Regions from separate parts of the Sus scrofa genome. Here regions 1 and 3 are each linked to region 2. The links are chromatin contacts, called in public HiChIP or PLAC-seq maps. All regions are on one chromosome and are shown on one strand. Each heading gives the region's core, a stretch centred on a gene start, on an enhancer-like site or on the middle of the called end of the contact. The rest is flanking DNA. Distances are from core to core; before and after follow the strand shown.

Evidence for each region. HiChIP or PLAC-seq counts read pairs in DNA pulled down with a chosen protein or histone mark.
Region 1: a contact with region 2 is called in an H3K27ac HiChIP or PLAC-seq map of skeletal muscle, with 3 times the contacts expected there. The contact joins the promoter of IQUB here to the promoter of WASL in region 2. A contact is called at or near these places in 1 of 5 promoter capture datasets (fetal liver) and 2 of 2 datasets of contacts at active chromatin or transcription factors (alveolar macrophages and skeletal muscle).
Region 3: an H3K27ac HiChIP or PLAC-seq map of skeletal muscle shows a contact between it and region 2, with 4 times the contacts expected there. The contact joins the promoter of ASB15 here to the promoter of WASL in region 2. A contact is called at or near these places in 1 of 5 promoter capture datasets (fetal liver), 2 of 47 Hi-C or Micro-C datasets (heart right ventricle and subcutaneous adipose tissue) and 2 of 2 datasets of contacts at active chromatin or transcription factors (alveolar macrophages and skeletal muscle).

The regions. Positions count from the first base shown.
Region 1 is chr18:23,901,537-23,905,780 of Sscrofa11.1, reverse strand. IQUB (IQ and ubiquitin-like domain-containing protein) reads right to left here and starts at 2,826. Exons shown (of 13, transcript XM_005673215.3): 1 at 2,650-2,826.
Region 2 is chr18:23,719,533-23,724,083 of Sscrofa11.1, reverse strand. It overlaps WASL (neural Wiskott-Aldrich syndrome protein), which reads right to left and starts at 1,896. Exons shown (of 11, transcript XM_003134725.5): 1 at 1,400-1,896. The coding sequence starts at 1,516. It overlaps LOC110257596 (a long non-coding RNA gene), which reads left to right and starts at 2,327. Exons shown (of 4, transcript XR_002340435.1): 1 at 2,327-2,465.
Region 3 is chr18:23,879,404-23,883,888 of Sscrofa11.1, reverse strand. It overlaps ASB15 (ankyrin repeat and SOCS box protein 15), which reads left to right and starts at 2,095. Exons shown (of 13, transcript XM_021079195.1): 1 at 2,095-2,342; 2 at 2,463-2,612. It overlaps NDUFA5 (NADH dehydrogenase [ubiquinone] 1 alpha subcomplex subunit 5), which reads right to left and starts at 2,017. Exons shown (of 5, transcript XM_003134727.3): 1 at 1,897-2,017; 2 at 1,552-1,596. The coding sequence starts at 1,917.

The sequences.
Region 1 (4,244 bases), core at 1,577-4,076, 180 kb before region 2:
TTTTAAATCCAGAACAATAAAGAAAAAAAAGTGCAATGAGACAAAACTAAACAAGATCTCAATTTTTTAAAAGTTCAAGAAACCTCTTCAGGCTCTCAATCACCAGAAAAAAAAAAAAATTCCTTTTGGTTATAATTTTCTCCCACAATAAAATTTAGTGGCCTGATAGGAAAGAAAGTAACACAAAGAAGCTCGAACACGTAGCATCATACTTATCCGCCCTTTCTGGAAAATCTGGGGTAATGCTTTTGTTTCTATCTGGTTGGGTCACCCTCCCCCCAAAATGGCCAAGACGGCATCTTCTAAAACAGCAACGGTAACAAAATCAAGAACTTCTGCTTTCCAAAAAACACACCTAGAAAAATCAAAAGACAAACCATAGCCTGGGATGTAATTTTTTGCAAAACTCACATCTGATAAAGGACTTGTACCCAGATTATATAGAGAGAACTCTCCAAACACAATTGAAAAAAAAATAACAGTAAGGGGAAAAAAATGAGTAAGAGATTTAAACAGATCAGTCACCAAAGATTATACATAGGAAGAAAATAAGCTGGGCCAGGACTATATTGAGGCAAGTGTGGCACCTGCACTGCTCTATACACACACTAATGCCTGAGAATAAATGCCTCCTAAAATGTTGGACCTAGTTGCCTCATTACCTCACTCTAGTCTTGTCCCTGAGTATGAAAAGATACTCAATACCGTTAGTCATTAGAGAAATAAAACTTCAGATGAGATTTCTCTAAACATCTATTAGAACAGTTTAAAAAAAATTTAGCCCAGCAATATCAAGAGCCAATGACAATGAATACAAGTGGAGCTCTTGTACCTTGATGTTGGAAGTGAAAATTGGTTTAGTACTTGAGATACTTGTCAGTTTTCTGGTAAAACTAAACACACACTTATCATATGACCCAGCAATCTGTATCCAAGAAAACTACATTCACACAAGATCTGCACACGAGTTGATAAAAGCTTCGTTCTTACTCACCAAAAGACCAGAAATAACACAAATATTTCTTAGCTGAGGAATGGATACCCGTACTATGATGCATGCATTCACAAAATGGAATATCACCCCCTCAGTAAAAAGGAATAAGTCACTGCCACACACAACAACATGGGTGAATTTCCAATGAGCTACGCTAAATGAAGAAGCCAATTCTAAAAGCTACATCATGTATGGTTTAATTAAGTGAAAAGGCAAAGCTTTTGGTTCGCAACCTCTGGAATTCCCTGGGTAGAGCTAAAATTGAGCCTGGAACACAGAGCGCAAGGATAACTGAAGAAAGAAGCAGACCCCTCCAAATTGTAGGTGGCAGGTAGCAAGGGTTGTCTTGGGCAGCCTAAAGACAGTAAATCTCAACATCCACCTGCCAAAATCTTAAGAGTTTTGAGACTTTAACTGGGTTCAGTCATATATACAGTTCATATGGTCTCAATAACACATGTCCTGTTTCAGGCACAATGGGAGAAGGGACATTCCAAGGACAGGAAAGGGAAAAGAGTCTTCAGCTGCCCACCTGGGTACTGGGTAAACCAGGGGTCAAGTCCTTTCAAGGACCTCCTCCAAAGAACATACCAGTATGCACAGTGTTACCGGCACAACTACATAATTGTTTATGCATAGAATTTCTCTGGAAGGTGAAGTGGAGGGTGGGGTGGTGGCAGAAGGACATAGGTGGAAAGCAGATTTTCAGTTTTTTGGGGGTTTGTTTGTTTGTTTGTTTGTTTTTGTCTTTTTGCCTTTTCTACGGTCGCTCCTGTGGCATATGGAGGTTCCCAGGCTAGGGGTCCAATCGGAGCTGTAGCTGCCAGGTTAAGCCACAGCCACAGGAACGCCAGATCCGAGCCCCTCTGCAAACTACACCACAGCTCACGGCAATGCCGGAACCTTAACCCACTGAGCTAGGCTAGCGATCGAACCGCAACCTCACGGTTCCTAGTCAGACTCCTTAACTACTGAGCCACGACGCGAACTCCCATTCTTTTTTTTTTTTTTTTTAATCATTTTTAATGTATTATTCAAGTGTAAATGTTATAATCTTTAAAAAGTTGTTTAAAAAGGAAAAACACTACGATGATTGCAGAACGTGCCTCTTTGACCTAAAATACATAATTTCGTTCATATATATATATACATACATATATATGTACAGAATATTAGTGTAAGTAGAAAGGCAGGGATCCAGTTTTGCCTTCCATCAAATAGCCCTCTTGAGTTTTTAAGTTTTTTAAGAGCCACAGCGAAGCCCGTGAGAGGAACGTCTGAGAGCGCTATTTTCTCAAGACTGAAAACGGTCACTACGAGAGGGTAAACATTTTCAAATGCCAGATCTGGGTCACACAAACGTCTTGCTTCTATATTATTAACCGTGATAAGCACTCGGGTGTGAGGTGAGGTACACATCCTAGCTTGGTGCTTCTGCTTCCGAATCCCAAATAAGAGATTTGGAGGCAGAAAAGTGACCAAGAAAGATGCTTTGCAGTTTTTTAGAGACAGCTGGAACATTCTAGAGAAGAAAAACAACGCCCAGAGCCCCGGCGGCTTCGGCGCCCTGCACAGAACCCAGGGCGTTTGCCACCGCCTCAAGGTCGGTCTGGGGGGTCGCGCCAGTAGAGGGCAGCCAGAACCTGTCCTCCTACCTGACTAATAAGTGCAGGGGTTTTTTTGGTGGAAGCGGTTTCTCAGGCTCCTAGACAGCAGAGTCCACACTTGCCGAATTCTCTGTTATCCGTCGTATCCTAGGAACGGCCCTGGCACCCCTCCCACCAGGGCACAGCTCCCGCGAGAAGAGGCGGTGCCCGCGCTGGCGCAGGGGACGGAGAGACTGGAGGGGCGGTTGGGAAGGGGCGGGACGGGGAGACGGGGCGGAGCCAAGGGGCGAGGAGGGGCGGAGCCAAGGGGCGAGGAGGGGCGGAGCCAAGGGGCGAAGAGGGGCGGAGCCAAGGGGCGAGGAGGGGCGGAGAGACGCGCCGAGGGAGGGAGGGAAGCTGTTACCTAGGCATTGCTTGGGTCGAAAGGTGATTCTGACCATAACCACTCTCTAAGATGTTCTTTACCCTTGTGAAATGGCACTGTTGTCCAAACCAAACAATTTGCCCTCATGGATATAAAAAGTCAGGGTTAGAGAAAATGTAATTATGAAGTGGTAGCGAAGACCTTGACAAAGGAAAAAACAGTTGTACAACTGTGTAGCTGGCTACCCGCTTTTGTTAAATTTGGAACTTGACTCTTAGCTTCCTGACAGCCAAAGAGAAAAGGGAGAGAGGAACTAGTCTTTTCTTTTTTTTTTTTTTTACCGGCTGCTCCGGTGGCATATAGAGGTTCCCAGCCTAGGGGTGAATAGGAGCTGTAGCAGCTGGCCTATGCCACAGCCACAGCAAAGCGACCTACACCACAGCTCATGGCAGCACAGGATCCTTAACCCAATGAGCAAGGCCATAGATGGAACTAGCATCCAGGGATGCTAGTCAGATTCATTATCTGCGGAGCCACGGTGGGAACGCCAAGAGAGAGAAACTATTAAATAATAACCCTTTTAAATCAGGAGAAGCAAGGCTTTGTTAATCATTGAATTACAAAGTGTTTCTTTTTTCCTCACATCACTGTAAATTAAAAAGATTTTTAAAGCACCCATTATTAGGGGAAAGGATCAATTACGTTCCTATTACAAATGCAGTAACAAAATTCATGTGGCTTTGTAATAATGGCTAACATTTATTAAATATCATTTGTTACTAAGGACTTTACATATATTTCTCATTAATTTTTTTTTCTTTTATGCCTGCATCTGTGGCATATGGAAGTTCTTGGGCTAAGTGTCAAATCAGAGCTGCAGCTGCCAGCATACACCACACCCACAGCAACACTGGATCCAAGCCACATCTGCAACCTACATCACAGCTCACTCACTGCAACTCAGGATCCTTAACCCACTGAGCAAGGCCAGTGATCAAAACCACATCCTCATGGATACTATTTTGGGATTTTAATCCACTAAGCCATAATAGGAACTCTTTTAATTTTTACAATTTCATTAAGGAAGGACTGTGAGCAGCTTCCTTCTACTAATGAGGAAACCAAGGCCTGGAGAAGTTTAGTGGGGGAGCCAGAAATAAACCAAGCAGTGTGACTCCACAGCCTCCATTTTTAAACCACTATTCTATGCTACCTTTGACTTAATACCATTTAATCATAAAAGATATGATTAAGTTATAAAATTAAAATTTGTGTTATA
Region 2 (4,551 bases), core at 647-3,146:
TAGGGCTCACTGGCTCAGTTTTCTCACTTGATTAAAAAGTGTGTGGGGGAAGTAGGGGGCTTGAATGTCTTTACGGTTGTTTTCCAAATTCTAATTTTAAGCCACCCTACTCATTTTATTCTTCTACTCAGACCTAACTTCTGAAATATGAAACATCTGAATTGAATGCAATGATTCAATCTCCTACTGGATGGCACAGGATACAAAGGGTAAACTATAAAGTTAACAATTAATTTGGTAACTTCTCAAAAATTGTCTAATCTTAACTTCTTAAACAAGCAGGTGTCCTCTGGATCCATTTAACACTACTAAGAACAGTTGTAAAAAGTACATCTCTGTTGACATTTCCCTTGGTAGTTCCTGGGTTCCAGTGGCACATACTCTGCAGGTGCTCACCAGGAGAGAGGGGAGTAAGGGACCCAAACAGCGTTTCAACAAACTCAATCACGGTTCAACCCAGCCACTGCAGTAAGATGCAGCCTGACAAGGCCTCCACCATAGAGCAGAACCTCCCCACCCCCAGAAGTGCCAGCAGCCAATGTAATGAATGCTTCCGTCAACAACACACATTCCCCTTCCCACAGCAGAACGGCTCGCTCCCAACCCGCCATCTGGGGTTGGAACAGGCCGCACAGCACCAGCCTAAGAACCATTCTCAGACTCCAAAAGGCCAAGAACGGCAGGAGACCGAGATTCCCCTGAGCTTGGTTGCGGGAGAGCAGCATCTCCTACCAATGCAAAAAACGAAACAAGAGGAGAGAGAAACCAGGCCTGGGCTAGACTGCTGGAGAAATAAACCTTGTTCCTCTCCAATGGGGAGCAGTAGTAGTGCTTCCTGCCCTCGTTCTGAACCGATGCACTCGACTTCACTTCTTCCTGAGAACCTCAAGGGAGATTAAAAACCACCTTATGGGTCGTTTCATTCATATTTAGGCTTCAGTCCCCGATCTACATACTCCTGAAACCTTTGGCATTGTGAAAGAAGGTGCCCCCAAATCAGGCCGCAGGAGGATAAACTGGGGCCAGTACAGGGGCCCAACTACTAAGATCAAGCAGGTCCTGCAAGAAAATCCCCTTGAGAGGACTGTTTGTAAAGTTTGAGCCAGCAGCCAGGACACGGACCCGGGCCCGGCCAAGCTGGGCTCCAAGGCAGGCCTGCAGAGGTGACACTTCCCTGTTCCCAGGACAGGTCCGGGAGGTGGCGTCCGGCCGCGCCGGCCCGCACCCAGGAAACCCGGCCAGAGGGGGCCGACACGGAGACAGGGCCGCGAGAGGCCAGGCCTGCAGCCCGATCCTCCCCGCGCCGCTCCCGCCTCCTTCCCCACTCCCACTTCCCGGCCCTCCAGCCCCGGCCCAGGAGGCAAAGTAGGACGCGGCGACACGGATCTCGGCCACTCACCACACATTTCTTGCCGAGGAAGGTGAAGAGGGACTCGTTCTCCTGCGGGGTGAGCAGCAGGGACCCCACGTTGGTGACCCTCCGCGGCGGCGGCGGCTGCTGCGGGCCGGAGCTCATGGTTTCGCCGGCAGGGTTGGGAGGCCAGGGCCGTCTCCTCCGGCGAGTGGGCGAATGCTAGATCCCCTTCTCGGTGACAGGGGCGGGAGGAGGGGAGTCAGAGGCGCAGCATCTCGCAGCTCCTCTGGCACGGGGAGGAGGCCAAGGGAAGGAGGAGCCGTCGGCGGACCGCGCTGAGAAAGGGAAGCTCTCTGCTCCCGCCCGGCCAGGGTCTGGCCGGATGGTCGTTGTCCTTGCACTCCGGCGACTGCGTTAAACTCCCAACTCCTCCTCCAACCCTCCTTCGGCGGCGGCGGCGGCCGCACAATCCAACATGGCAGCGGAGACGGGCGAGACCACAGGACGCAAGACGCGGGGGAGCGCGCCGGAAACGCGCGGCTGCGGGCCGGCCCCCCCTCCCGCCCCCACGCCGCGGCTGGCTTCGCCGCGCCTGCCCGAGGCCACGCCCCCTTCCGCTGGCGGGCGGGCTGAGTTTTCCGACGCGGGGCGACGAGTCGCGCGCGGGCTCTGGCGTCTGGTCTCGCTCCTCTCCTGGTCTTGTTCCTCTCCTGTTCTCCGCGGCAGCTCTAGGAGAGAGAAAACGGCTGGTCTCCGCGGCCCAGCTCTGAGCTCCTCTTCTGCGGACGCACACCTTTGAGAAGCGTCAGCGCAGACCCAGGTCCACCTCCTGAGAATAGCTCTTATTTCTGGGGCGCGGCGGCTGGGCGTTCGCACTGCTTGTCAAAAAGGTTGGAATCTGGAGACGGAAAATAGGAGAAAAGACGCCCTCGTTTGTGCTCCTCGCCGGTTTCTTCAGAGCCGCAGGTGCCCAGGGTTTCTCCAAGTTTGTGCAGACTTCAACAGTGGGAGTGAAGGAACAGGCCTCTCCCAATGTTATGAAAGAGAGACCTTGCTGATTGGATGTTCCCGAAAAAGCAGACGCACTTAGAAGAGATTTCTACTCTGGCTGGTGTGTTTCGTAGGATACACTTATTAGTAACGTTTAAATTCAGACTCTTTTTCTCTGAAGGGTATTCCACACATTTTCCTTCGTTTAGTGAATTGGAAAATATTCCTTTTCCCCTCCTCATCTTTTCTTTCTCTCAAACTCCGAAGACCTCGTTTTCCTTTTATCCAAAATGAATGTGCCCATTTTGGGATGTCCCCAGGAAAATTCATTATCTTGTATATCATTGGAAGTAAATCTTGGGACCTTCAAAAAAAAAAAAATGCCTCAGAATATTGAAAGCTACCTGGGATAACCCCCTTTGTTCAGTAAGTTAAATACTAAACAGCTGTCTTAAGACGGTGTTTTGGAATATGGAAATGATAAGTAATACCCACTGCTGCGATTTATAGAGTAAGCATCCGACTTCTCCACTTTAGAGAAATTAGCATATGTTGCATCAGCTTTACCATCATGTTTGTTTATTATTCAATTTCAATTAAAAAATTACCCATATCAAACTTAAGACATTTATGCCAGATAAAATTTGGTAAAACTATTTGATTAAAACGTTTCTGAAAACTCCCAGTACAAATCTTTGATGTACTAAACAGATTGATAAACTGTTATCGATACATTTTGAGAATATTACTAAAAATTAAAATTTAAGCTGCTCTTAATGAAATTAGCTAAGTAGGAATAAATCTACAAAGGCAAATAAGATCATATAGTCCTAGTAGTCCTTGCATAAAATGTGGATATTTCTAAATTAAACTTGATGAATAATAATGCTAGGGGAAAAGGTGATTTAAATAAAAGCAAGCAGACTTTTTATAAAATAATTAGGTTTAGAAAGGCAATAGTAGAAATGAAAACCAGGAGTTGCCCCTGAATTATAGAGCTAACAAAATAAACTTTGAAGCTAAATCAGTTTGTTGTATAAAAGTGAGGTTCCTGTGAATTAAAGCTTCAGTGACAGTAGAAAATATTACATATTCTTGAGTAGTAGAAATTAGAGCCCTAATATTTTCCAACCTGTGAACCAAAAGAGTTAACAAAAGTAGAGGCTTCAGATAGGCCTCAAATGGAGTTCTTGTTCTGCCATTATACCCTTATGGACTTTGGACAAGTTGCTTTTCTGAGTTTGTTTCCTCTGAAGTAATTTCTGTTTAATAAAGGTGTACAATAAACAGAAGTAATCAAACCTACTTCAAAATTACAAAATTTATAAAGATAGCATGTATAAAGTACCTGATACAGAGTGGTTGCTCAAATACTACTTGTCTGTCATTGACCATCATAGCCTATGGTCTGTTCTGCCTTCCCTTAACTAAGGTGTGAACAAACATTCAGTTGATATGTGTGTTTTTACCTTTGTTCTATTTATATAAGCTTCCTACTTCAAAAACTGTCCTTCATATTCAGAACTCTATATAAATTCTTCAAATATATCATGGTGAATTGGGTCACAATTTCTTTGTTAGAATTTCTAATTAGGCTATATATTATGTCACAGAAGCTGTGTATACCAAAAGTACAAAACTTTTTAAAGCTATAAATCTAGAGACAGAATCATATTAGTTTCTAACTAATAAAACCTGAAAGATAGCAATTTTTAGCCCAGAAATGCCAGCTTTTAAAACTTGCAGAATACAGAATATTTTGAAGATGGGAGAGAGGGACGTGGAAAAGGACTGTGAAAAAAGAGCTGTAAGAGAATAGATGAATGGACGGTAGCTATGGGTTGAGGAAACTGTCCCTGCTAAGACTGGTTGGGTTCCAATCACTTCCTAACCTTTTGTTAGCCTAGACTCTTTTTTGTTTTGTTTTGTTTTTCTTTCAGGAAATTTTATATATATCATCTATTCTAAATGTATATTTCTGACTGTTTGTCCTTGTTCTTTTTTCTTTAGAAATGAAAATGGAAGATTATAACCACCATAGGTTTTTTTTTTTCACAAGTTCAAAATGTTTCTATAACTTTTCCCAAAAATTTTAACTATGATTTTGTTAACAAAATTGCAATTTAAGTTCTTATTTTCTACCCCTTTGTTGTTATTTTTGCTTTTCTCTAGGCTTTCCCCCCCAACATTTGGTTCTTAAAACTTGG
Region 3 (4,485 bases), core at 846-3,345, 160 kb before region 2:
AACATGAGTGAGCATATACATACTAAGTGTTAGTCATAATTTTAGCGATGAACAGAAGAATAAATTCCTGTCTTGATGAAAATCTACATTCCAGTAGAGAAAGACAACAAATAAGATAAATCAGTACAATACAGTCAATTGAATAGTGATCTGGAGAACTACTGTAAGGACTTTTATATTTAGAGTGAAATGGAAAACCACTGGTGAATTTTGAGGAAAGGAATCACATTTTAGCAGGCTGACTTTAGTTTGGGTAGAAAAGGATCAAACTGAGGCAGTGCTGAGTGGCGAGAGGCATTAGAAAGCAAATGTAATTATCCACAGCCACGACCATGGTGGCTGAGAACAGAGTATTAGCAGAGGAGGTGGTGAGAAGTGATCAAAATTTGAATGTAGAATCCAGAGGATTTACAAAAGTACCAAATGTGGGGTATCTGAGAGAAAGAAAGGAATTAAAGATGATTTCAAGGCTTCTGAACTGGGTGAGTATCAGAATGAAGTGCCATTCACAAGATGAGCAAACTTGAGAGAAGAGTAGGCTTTCGCAAGATCAGGAACCCAATTTGAAACATGTTAAGTTTGTGTTGCTTGCCTGACATCTAAGTGGAGAATGCCCACTAAACAAATGCACAAGATTTTTGTAAAGGGAGAAGTCAATACCTGATATGGAAACACAAGAGTTATCAGTGTATAGGTGGTACTTAAAACGATTAGACTGGGTCCAGACAGCAAGAAGAGCAAATATTAATAGAGACTCAAGAACAAAGTCCTAGAACTCCAACATTTAGAAATTGGGACCTGAGGGATAAACAGAAAAGGAGAAGGCAAAAAGAGTAGAGAAAAAAATATCAGGAGACTGAGGTGACACACAGTAAAGAAAGTGCTTGATAGAGATGGTGGCAAATGAGTCAAATGCTACCACTGGGTCAATTAAGATGAGAAATGTGACCTGAACATTAGATTTAGCAGCATGGCAACCTTGAAAAGAGCAGTTCTGGACAAGCCTAACTGGAGTGCCTTCAAAGTGGAATGAGAGAAACAGGAGACCGTTAAGTACAGATAATTTTTGAGTTACCTGTAAAGGGAAGGAGAGAAATTGATTATTGGAGGAAGGAGAAGGATCATGGGAAATTTTTTGGTTTTGTTTTCGATGGAATCACGTCTGAATAATGACAGGAAAGGCCTACTAGAAGGAAAAACTGATGACAAAAGGGGGCAACGGCTAGAGTGTTAATCTTTGGTAATCAATCGAAAGTGTTCAGAATCTAAGGCACCTAAGAAAAGGTGAGACTGGGGAAAAGGTGGGAAATGGATATATAGATTTGGGAGGACACTCACAAAAGTACAAGTGACGTCACTAGAATGCCAAGGAAAAAGTCAATAAGTGGTTTGAGAAAGAGAGCATAGACAAAAAAAAAAAAGCACCGGATAAATAAGACCACTGTTGTCTCAAGTGCTCACGATGAATGAAATATCCGCTTCTCGTTAACCATTCCCAAGGTCGCAGAGTTAGTCTTCCTTCGAAACTCAGGAATGAAAAGAGGTACATACCTCATGTGGAGTTTCACATACAGCCAATCCCACAAGGCCAGTGGTCTGTGCAAAAAAAAAAAAAGTGAACCATGCTGTTTAATGCAATTCCGTGGGTCCCCAAGCTAAGGAAAAGCAAAATCACCACTGTCCTAAAACTGGCCTAAAACCCGCCACCGATCTCTCAAAGCCGCTTGTTCGGAGTGCGCCTCTGTGATCCGAGGCACTACATTAGTCACGCCTAATGGCAAATCAAAATGAGTCTCCCCCAAAGCACCACCAAGCCCGCGCCAGTTCCAGCCATCAACCGCGAGCTGACTCCATCCGCACAATCTAAATTCCGTCGGTGACCTCCACCCGCCTCACCTTCTTCAGCAACCCCGCCATGACAGCGCCGAGCTGCCTGGACGCGCTGCCCTCTGGGAACCTGGCTCAGACCCGCTCAATCCACCACCGAGGCCGCCTCTCCGTCACCTTGGAAACAGCCTCGGCACACTCCCTGGGGCTCTGCCCCGCCCATTTCTAAAGGGAAAATTGACGCATGCGCAATGAGTGCACCAGAACCTAAACCGGGTGCTCCAGGAAAGGGTTCTGTTAAGATGTCTTAGGTCTGAGGTCCTGTCCCTCTCACGCTGACTGGTTACTCAAAGGGTGAGGAGAGCACTCCAAACTACAAAAAAGCTTCGACAAAGTCTCTCTAGGCACCTGCATTTGACTTAACCTTTGGCGAATTCCTCCCTTCCAAAGCGTAGTCTGCAGTATGAGGAGGGTGGTCGCGGAGTTATCGTCTAAGTAATCTCTTGGGTGCAAAGGTTGGTACAGTATTTTCAGTTTTATGAGCTAGAGCAGAGCCGGAAGACATTTCTTATCACAAGCCTTTTCTCTTTCTTTTCGCTCCCTGAAGTACCTCATCCATTTTCTCATTTTCCTAGGTGAAGTGATACCAGACCATACCATTTTTTTCCACTTGCCTCTACAAACATTTATTGAATACCCATTATGTGTTAGTTTCTGGGACATAATTTGAAAGACAGGATCTCACATCCTGGAATTCACAGAACAATGACGACATGCACAATTTGGTAAGTGTTCCAAAAGAGGTTTGTGCCAAGTGCAATGGTAGTGGGGAAGAGGAAATAATCAAAAGTTGTAGGGTGACTGAAGCTAAAAAGGGAATTTGCTTAAAAAGTCAATGGGAGACCAGCATAACAAATTGAGAAAAAACTGTATTTACATATGAATAGTAAAAGGCAAAACTTAAATAACGTAACAACCACAGAATAGGAGAAGATATTTGCAACCACATATACTTACCAAAAGATAAGCGGTGCCTAAAATACATAAATTAGTAAAATTAGTAAATCCATAAATTAGTAAAAAAACAAACAAACAAACAAAAACCAACCAGAACAGGTCCTTCTGCTTCCATTCTTGCCTCACTCTCTGGAATATATTCAGTGGATTAACATATGTAAAGTGCCTGGTTCAGTGCATGGAACATAGTACCACACAAGTAATTTTTGTTACTAGTTTTTTTATTTTGCTATTGTTATTCTCAACTTTGTAGCTTTTTAGAAGTACTTTGCTCAAAATTTTTCCGTGATTTTTCACTCAAGGTATAAAAGCTGAAGTCCTTACATCTGCCTACAGTGTCCGCATAATTGCTCCCTTGCCCCTCACCTCTCAGACCTAACCTCCATTCCCCTCTCCCTACACAGGTAGCTGCTCTTCTAACCCTTTTCTTGGAAAACCCTTCCACCAGATTGGCACATGACTCACTCTCACCTTTTTCAAATCTTTACACAATATCATCTTCTCAATGTGGTCCGCTCTAGCCATGAGATTTAAAATTGCAAAGCATGGAGTTCTCGTTGTGCCTCAGTGGGTTAAGAGCATGACTAGTATCCATGAGGATGTGGGTTTGATCCCTGGCCTTATTCACTGTTAAGGATCTGGCACTGCTGCGAGCCTCAGAATAAGTTGCAGATGCAGCTTGGATCCCAAGTTGCCATGGCTGTGGCATAGGCTGCTGGCACCTGCAGCTCCAATTGGACCCCTAGCCTGGGAACTTATATATGCCGCAGATGCAGCCCTAAAAAATTAATTAATTAAAGTAAAATAAAATTGCAAATCACCACTGAGTTACTCCTTACCCTTTCTCTGCTTCAGTTTTTTTCATAGCCCTCATCACTTTCTAACATGCTAATTATCTTCTGTTTTTGTTTATCATTCTTTCTAGCATATAAGCCATATGTGGGTGGAAATTTTTTCCTACCATATCTCAAGTGACTGAAATAGTTCCTGGCACATAATAGGCACTCAAGTAATGTATTTTTAGTGAATATAAGAGAATAATAGGCAAAAGAAATAAATAAGCAGTTGATAGAAATGGAAATAGGAGTGGTCAATAAACATGAAAAGGACTCAACTTCCCTAATACACAAGGAAATGCAAATTAATTGTAATATTACTGGCATCTTATGGACAAAAATTAAGGACTGACAATACTAAAAATTAAGGACTGACAGAAGTGTTAGCACCGCTGGTAGGAGTGAATTGGTATAATCACTCTGAGGATAATTTTACAGTAGTTAGTTGAAGATATTCAAAACTATGACAGAGAGCTTTGAGTTGAAGTGTGCCCCCTCAAAAGTTATATGTGGAAGCCCTAACCCCACTACATCAGAATATGACCTTATATGAAAACAGAGTCATGGAAGATATAATTAGTTAAGATAAGGTCATTGGCATGAGCCCTGGTCAGGTATGACTGGTGTCCTTATTAAAGGGGGAAATTTGCACACAAAGAGATGTACCCGGGAAGAACACTCAGCACGGACGAAGGCAAAATTGGGATGATGTTTCTACAAGGCAAGGAACATCAAAGATTTCTAGAAAACCACTAGAACTTAGGGGGGAAGCGTAGAATGGATTCTCTTTCTTAGTCCTTAGAAG